2 separate regions of the Sus scrofa genome follow, and region 2 is linked to region 1. The links are chromatin contacts, called in public Hi-C maps. All regions are on one chromosome and are shown on one strand. Each heading gives the region's core, a stretch centred on a gene start, on an enhancer-like site or on the middle of the called end of the contact. The rest is flanking DNA. Distances are from core to core; before and after follow the strand shown. Region 1 holds the start of USP16 (ubiquitin carboxyl-terminal hydrolase 16). Region 2 holds the start of CCT8 (T-complex protein 1 subunit theta).

The links. Hi-C and Micro-C count contacts between places; a contact is called where the count stands out from the background.
Region 2: a contact with region 1 is called in a Hi-C map of liver, with 8 times the contacts expected there. The contact joins the promoter of CCT8 here to the promoter of USP16 in region 1. A contact is called at or near these places in 1 of 5 promoter capture datasets (liver), 14 of 47 Hi-C or Micro-C datasets (alveolar macrophages, blood, brain and 7 more) and 2 of 2 datasets of contacts at active chromatin or transcription factors (alveolar macrophages and skeletal muscle).

The regions. Positions count from the first base shown.
Region 1 is chr13:192,374,622-192,378,814 of Sscrofa11.1, reverse strand. It overlaps USP16 (ubiquitin carboxyl-terminal hydrolase 16), which reads right to left and starts at 1,965. Exons shown (of 17, transcript XM_005670321.3): 1 at 1,796-1,965. The coding sequence starts at 1,814.
Region 2 is chr13:192,421,414-192,425,606 of Sscrofa11.1, reverse strand. CCT8 (T-complex protein 1 subunit theta) reads left to right here and starts at 2,141. Exons shown (of 16, transcript XM_003358899.4): 1 at 2,141-2,298. The coding sequence starts at 2,239.

The DNA of each region.
Region 1 (4,193 bases), core at 716-3,215:
TCTTCAGAGTCTTTTCATAAACATTATCTCCTTTAATTTTCACAAAATCCTGTAAACGGAGCACTTCACTAAAGAAGGAAACTCAAAACAAAATAATGAAAGCTCACAGGGAAGAACTGACTTGTGGCCGCCTGGGGGAGAGGGAGGGAGTGGGAGGGATGGGGAGCTTGGGGTAATCCGATACAACTTGGAATGGATTTACAATGAGATCCTGCTGAGTAGCATTGAGAACTATGTCTAGATACTTACATTGCAACAGAACAAAGGGTGGAAAAAAAATGTATACATGTAAGTGTAACTTCGCCCCCATGCTATAAGTGGAAAAATAAATTAAAAAAAAAAAAAAAGAAAGAAAGCTCATAGGATGGTAGAGATGGAAATGAAATGCAGATCTTTTGGTTCCAAGACAGAATCAAGCCAGTCTTTTTGATATTCTCCACTACAAAACACCTTGGCCCCACCTCTCTGCCTTTAATCCCTAGCTAGAAGTTCTCTCTGTCCATCCAAATTTTCCCAGTCTTCCAAGATTTCCATTTCAGTGGAGCCTTAGGTAAGCCATTCTAAAGAACCTCTCAACTGAACTTCCCAGGCATGTATAGTGTGCACTATGCATCCTTTACCTTAATCAGATACAAAAGTGAGCTGCTTCTTTAATCTTTAACTTGAACGTGTGTTATTTCTCTATCTGGAATCTAAAGTTCTAGGAGAAAAAAAAAACAAATTCTAGGAGAAAGAAATGGTATTAGGCGTTACTTCTGAATTGACTACAGCATCTAGCATAGTGTTAGTATATATTTGGTCAAGAAATACTTCTTACATAGAAATAGAAAAAGAGAATAGTACCTGGAGGCATAAAGGATGATTATAAGGTGCAAAAGTAGGTACGTAAGAATGAAGCACACAAGTTCCGATGAAAAAGAAAAAGGTAAAGAATGAAGAAATCTGCAGTACAGAAGACAGCACTAATAAATCTGCTTTGAAGACAGCAGTACCACAGACGCCAAAGGAAAACTTGAAAGACGAACTGTAATTGCTGCAGGCAGAAGACAGTAGGGGGTTCGCTTCAATGATGTGTAAAGAGCTCCAGGAAAGTTTTGACAACTACAAAGGGCATCTAATGAGTTGTGAAAAGAGAGGACTGTCAGTTCCATAAGCCTGAATATCAATAAATCTATTAAAGTTTTCAGGTGAGTCTTTATATGAGCATTACCTTCTTAGCCAAATTACTCTGTGCAGGACTCCACACAAAATTTAATCAAAGCTGGTCTTGGCGACTTTCACATTAATCCAGTTCCCTTCCCTCTCCACCCTCCTAGTCTTCCCAAGCTTTTGCTCCGTTCCATTACAAAAATGCAAGCGTTTGTAAATTTTTGCCAGCAGGACTAAAACATGGCTTTCAAGTTTGCATAATTTGTCCTACCCTGGGAGCAGTGGATCAGTTAGGTGACAGATCTTGCCTTCCACTAAACACCACACGGTCGGGGCAGCAAACCCAGCCCCAACCCGTAGGATGCCCCTAGCCTCGCGGCACCCGCCACACCTCCCCTTCCCTTCCAACTGCTCCATACCCACGGGGGAACCTCGGGGTCCACGGGGTCGAGAAGGGCTCCAGCACCGACAACTCATTGGCCAGCTCCTGGAAGTGACAGGACATGAGGCCAATGAGAACACGGTACCGGGCCAAGGCCAGGTAACGTGATTATGGAAGAAGGGCCTTCGAGAAGAGAAGGAAGTCGGGGCAGGAAATTCAGGCTCCCGGCGAATGGTGACTGCGAGGTTATGGGGCAGAACTCACCCACGGCGACAGAGCCCATAACTGCATCCCCTAATGGGCCTTTGGGCTGGGCAACCAGCTGCGTCTTCCTCCTGGTGACGAATTGAGAGCGACAGAGCCGAAGCCAGCGTGACCCCTAGAAAGCAACAACTTCCGGTACGCAGCATCATGGGAAGTGGCTTTGGCCCCAGGATCCAGCGGCACTGACGCTGCTTAATCAGCGCCTGCGCGAGGCTCACGCCCGGAAGTCTGGACGCCTCCTCACCCGGAAGTCTAACTGTCAATCAGTTTTCCCCGCTCGGCAGTCAGTCTCTGAGGTTATCTAAATAATTCTAGGAGTTCCCGTCGTGGCGCAGTGGTTAATGAATCCGACTAGGAACCATGAGGTTGCGGGTTCGGCCCCTGCCCTTGCTCTGTGGGTTAACGATCCGGCGTTGCCGTGAGCTGTGGTGTAGGTTGCAGACGCGGCTCAGATCCTGCGTTGCTGTGACTCTGGCGTAGGCCGGTGGCTACAGCTCCGATTCAACCCCTAGCCTGGGAACCTCCATATGCCGCGGGAGCTGCCCAAAGAAATAGCAAAAAGACAAAAAAAAAAAAAAAATTCTAAAAGTATGGGTATGTGGCCGGAAGTTTGGAGTCTCATGGATTGTTACCTTACTCAAACATATCACATCTGAAGATGTGATGGGGGGGCGGCATTTAAATTTCACGCAGTTTCCATAGTTCTTTCCAATCAGTTTCTAAAGTTGAGTATTTAAATAAATGGTCTTGAAGTAACTTTGCTGACGGAGGGTAAAATTTATAAATAATTACTGTTTATTTGTTCGAAATAGCTAAGTGCCAAGCCTTCTGCAGAGCAACTTAAATTAACTTAGGCCTTGTCTTATGCAGAAGACACAATAATCTTTAGGGGAAAAAGGATGCAGATTCCAGTAGAAAAGTAGGCCACGGTTATAAACAGATAATTCACAATAATAGAAAATGATATGGGAGTTCCTGTGTGGCTCAGTGGGTTAAGGATACCATGTTGTCACTGCTGTGGCTCACGTTACCACTACAGCAAGGATTCAATTTCTGGACCAGGAATTTCCATATGCCATGGGTGCAGCCAAAAAAATTTTTTTCAATAAAATAAATAAAAGAACATGGTATGAGAAGTTCCCATTGTGGCTTAGTGGGTCACCAACCCTACTCATATCCATAAGGATGCAGGTTCCATCCCTGGCCTCGCTCAGTGGGTTAAGGATCTGCCATTGCTGCAAGCTGAGACGTGGGTTGCAGATGTAGCTTGGATCTGGTGTAGCTGGGGCGTAGGCTGGCAGCTGCAGCTCCACTTTGACCCCTAGCCTGAGAACTTCCATATGTCACAAGTTTAGCTATAAAAAGAAAAAACAAAACAAAAAGCAGATTTGGAGCCATTGTACCACCTGCTTCCCTTTCCTAGAATGCTGTTCCCCTTTGATCTTACCCTAATTTTGTTCATACCTTAAAAGTCACTTTCTCACAAAGAAATTGAAAGAGCAACCTAGTTAACATAGCCACCCAATCACATCACCTTATTTTACTTTTCAGCCTAGCAAATCACTATCTGGTATTTTTATTTCACATTTACCTCTATATTTATCTTCCCCACCCCATCCCCCTACCCTCATAAATACACAGAAACAAGTAAATGTAAACTTTTTGAGAGATGGGACTTTTTTTTTCTTTTTATGGTCACACCCACCACATATGGAAATTCTCAGGCCAGGGACTGAATCCAAGCTGCAGTTGCAACCTCTGCTGCAGTTGTGGCTATACGGGATCCTTTAATCCACTGCACAGAGCTGGGAATTGAACCTGCTCTCTTGCAGTGACCCGAGTCACTGCAGGGGGATTCTAAGCCCACTGTACCACAGCAGGAACTCCGAGAGATGGAACATCTTCGTCCTGTTCATGGCTATATCTCTAGTGCCTAGAAGTGTCTGGAACACACTAAACTTAATAAATACTTGTTGAAGAAATATACCCATGAGAAATGAAATGCTTGTACAAGAATGTTCACTGGAGTTCCCGTTGTGGCTCAGTGATTAATGAATCTGACTAGGAACTATGAGGTTGCAGGTTCGACCCCTGGCCTCGCTCAGTGGGTTAAGGATCTGGTGTTGCCGTGAGCTGTGGTGTAGGTCGCAGACACAGCTCAGATGCTGAGTTGCTGTGGCTCTGGTGTAGGCAGGCAGCTACAGCTCTGATTAGACCCCTAGGCTGGGAACCTCCATATGCCACGAGAGCAGCCCTAGAAAAGGTAAAAAGACAAAATAATAATAATAATAATAATAAAATATCATACGGAAAGAAGCCTACACAAAAGTACCTACTGCTGGATTTCCCATTCAGGCACAGCAGAAAGAAATCCCACTAGTATCCAAGGGAATGCAGG
Region 2 (4,193 bases), core at 892-3,391, 47 kb before region 1:
CCTGGTCTCGCTCAGTGGGTTAAGGATCTGGCATTGCCAGGAGCTGTGGTGTAGGTTGCAGATGCAGCTCGGATCCTGCATTGCTGTGGCTGTGGTGTAGCCCAGCAGCCGTGGCTCTAATTCAACCCCTAGCCTGGGAACTTTCATATGCCCCAGCGAGCCGCCCTTAAAAGAAAAAATAAAACAAAACAAGATTTGACGCCTTAGTCATTTTGATTAAAATTTCATCATGTCATTTTTAACCCCTTTCAGGTTGTGTGTGTGTGTGTTGGTTATGTTTATCAGCAATGCTCTCTTTGAGTTAGACAAATGAGTTTTTATTTCTTAGGGAATCCGTAAGAAAAATCTCAGGATGTCCCTAAACAATACTGAGAATTGCTAAACTCTTATGTTTTCCAACAGGTAGTTCACATAGCATTTGATTTGAGTGACGTGGCAAGTTTTGGGTTTTTTGGTTTGTTTTTGTTTTTGTTTAGCTGCACCTGGGGCATGTGTAAGTTCCAGGACCAAGGATCCAGTTGGTGCCACAGCAGGGACCCAAGCTACTGCAGTGATAATGCCCTGGATCCTTAACCCACTGCACCACAGGAGAACCTTAAAAGTATTTTTTAGTACATATGTATTTTCGGTGTTCATTAGAAAAAGTTATAATGAATACACTTGACACATGATTACTCCTTAAAGTACACTAAATTTGTCCCAATTTAAGGGAAATAAGTCATTCGCAAGTGTTCAAGCAAAGAACAAAAGTCCAGCCAAAGTTCTGCTCCACTTTTTTTTTTTTTTTGTATTTTCAGCAAAAGAGTGGATTACTTTCACATTCTATTACCATTTAATTTTTTTTAAATCAGCCATGTGTTGACGTAGTTAGACAGAGAGGTTAGGTTTTAAAGGATTCTGTGAGAGTAAAAGGGATTTATATTTCCAAGAAAAAGCAAGAAAGAGTAATGTAGTTGGTTAACAATGTGCATATTGCAATCAACTTGATCTGGGTAGGAATCCTAGCATTAGCATTACTAGTGCTGTGATCTTGCACAAATCGTCCTTTGTAAACTGCAAATTCCCCTTCTATCAAACGGAAATAAAAGGAGTTCCCGTCGTGGCTCAGCAGAAACAAATCTGACTAGCGTCCATGAGGAGGCAGGTTCGAATCCTAGCCCCGCTCAGTGGGTTAAGCATCCCTGATTTTCCACAGACACGGCTTGGATCTGGCGTTGCTGCGGCTGTGGTGTAGGTCAGCAGCTGTAGCTCGGATTCCACCCCTAGCCCCAGGTGAGGCCCTAAAAGATAAAAGAAAAAACAAACAAACAAACAAAAAAACCACCAAAAAACGGAAGTTCCTGTTGTGGCACAGTGGAAACGAATCCGACTGGGAACCATGAGGTTGCAGGCTTGATCCCCGGCCTTGCTCAGTCGGTTAAGAATCCCGTGTTGCCAGAAGCGGTGGTGTAGGTCACAGACGCAGCTCTGATCCCAATGCTGTGGCTGTGGCATAGGCCGGCAGCTGTAGCCCCAGTTGGAGCCCTAGCCTGGGGAACCTCCATATGCCAGCGGGTGCGGCCCTAAAAAGCAAAAACAAACAAAACCTAAAAGCCAAACAAAAAACAGAAATAAGAATTACCTTGTAAGATTAACCATTAGCTAAGATACTGCGTGTAAAGCAAATAGCACAGAGCCTGCAGCATAGGAGTAATCAGTATGCAGCTGTCCTTAGAGGTTTTATTTACCAATTTCAAGTCCCCAGAGCTTATACAGCAGGGAACACGCTTAACGGTAGATTCTGAGGTGCTCTGCCTCAGAAAAAAGAAAAGGGCACACCTGCCCTGATGTTGTAGGAAGGTCTGGAAGGTTACAAGGAAGACAATTTTGTAAAGGCACGGCTTGCAGGTACGAACTGATAAAACTCAAACATCCCAGGCAGCAGCCTACGGAAGGAAAAACCCGAGCGAGCCACAGCTGTCCGGCAACCTGCGCGTGCGACGGCCGGAAGGTGGAGAGCTCACGCCCCCGGCCCGCCCATCAATCGACCTGATCGAGGATCCTCATTTCAGTCTGGCTACGCGAACTGCTCCTTCTCGCGATGCTTCACTACAGGCGACTCGGGAAGGGGCGGCCCGGCTGGAGAGAAAGGCGGAGCGTGAGGCCGCCGCACGCTGCGTTCCCAGGAGGCTGTGCGCGCCCCTCACTTCCTCCGGGATCTTCTGAGCGGGCGCGTGAATAGCTACCTGCCGTCTGGCCATGGCGCTTCACGTCCCCAAGGCTCCGGGCTTTGCCCAGATGCTCAAAGAAGGAGCGAAGGTAAGAAAAGGAGGAAGGGGGAGTGAGGTGGGAGAGTCGGCACAGGGCTGCGGCGGTCGTGGCGAAGGAGAAAGGCCTACTAACGGGCCGGGCATGCTTCCACGACACGGCGGTCGGAGGGAGAGAAGATTCCAGAAAGGGAGGTGTTCTTGGGAGGGCTCGGCCGCGGAGGCCCGCAGGAATTTCGGTTCTTTACCGACCCCTGGAAGGGTCGAGGGGGCAGAGGCGGCGAGTGGGGGACGAGGCCGCAGGCTTCGCGTTTTATATTTCGCGTTTTATAGCGGGTCAGGCGTGACGTCCGCCCCGTGCGTTTTTTTATCCTTCGGTAAAACGGCGATGATGAGGCGCTCCTTTAGAACGTGAAGCTGGTGAAATTGCTTTGGAACGGCGAAACCGCTTGACACAGTTGAAGGAGTGGGTGGTGCAGAGGGGAGGACAGTCTTGATAGCTTTCTTCCAAATGAGAGCAGAGGGCTCCCCATTTAGTTCGCAGAAGTAGTGCATTATAGTAGGATAAACATTAATTACAATCCGAGTGATTTGTGGCCCCAGCTTAGGTTAGCTAGCTCAGTGTAAAACATCCTTTTGGGTCTTGCTTTCCTCATACATATAAAATTGAGACTGGACGAAAGGAGTTGTAACCTAAAAGGTTTAAGTGACTCCCTGGCCTATGTAAAACTACTTTGTTATGGTGAGGTCTTGGACGTAATTTCAAAAGCATAGTCTTTTAAAAACATCTTAAAGCACTGAATAAATGTATCTCTTGTGTTCAAAAAGTAATGTTCCTTCATTTGTCCCCCAATTTTTTGTATTTAATTGAAGGAACATAGATGAGTGTGGTTCCACTTAACCCTAACCGTTTTAGGGAACTGGGTTCTTGTTGGCAGGATGCACTTTTGGGATAATGTGAACATCAAGTAAGTATCAAGGTCTAATGTAAATATTGCTGAAAGAGCTTTTCTGAAAACAACATTGCTCACTTTTTAAAAGGCTGAAAATTTTCAGTTTTTATTCTTCTGAGGCAGAAATAATAAATGAGCAACTAAACAAGGATAATTTCAAATAGTGATAAAGGAAATAGGAAAGTCTGCTTCTAAAAATAAAGGAAGCATCAGGGAGATCAATTAAAAAAGATATTCAGGCAAGAACTCTCAACTAAGTGCTTAGTGGTGGACAGAACCAGCCAAGATTAAAGGCAGAAGTGTTCCAGGCTGGGGGACCACTAAGTACAAAGACCCAAAAGATGGAATGATTTTTACCTTTCAAAACAAAATAAGAAAGGTGAGGGGGCTGAAGCTTATGGAGGAAAGGCAGGAATGGTAAGAGATGAATTTAGAAGAGCTGTGGGCAAGGGTTAGAATGTATAGAGCTTTGTGGCCCTGACAAGGAATTTACATTTTATGCTAAGAGTGATGGGAAGTCATCGAAGGGTTTGAGAGGATCTGCTTTATAATGACATGATTGTTCCTCAGAAAATGGGCATAAGGAGAAAAACAAGAGTGTAAGGCAGGAGATCAGATTAAGTGCTATTTTAAGTCTACCTGTGTCCCTGAAGACAGACAGATCTAAAGTAGTGGTTATTAATCTTATTTGGATCCTAGTTCCCTTTATGAGTGTTGCAAAAGCCATGCTCTGTACTATGGAATATACACATTATCTAGGTGTGATGATGGAAATGTTCTGTATCAGCACTGTCCAGTGTGGCATCCACTAGCCACATGTAGCTACTGGGCACTTGAATTGTGCCTAGTGCAATTGAGGGGCTGAAATTTTAAGTACTTTAAATATGCACTTGCAGCTAGTGGTTATTACATAGGGCAAAACAGCTCTATAAAAATATTCGTGAGAACAGTAGGCTCTTTAAATTTATCTGAAACCACAAGCAAATCCCAAGTC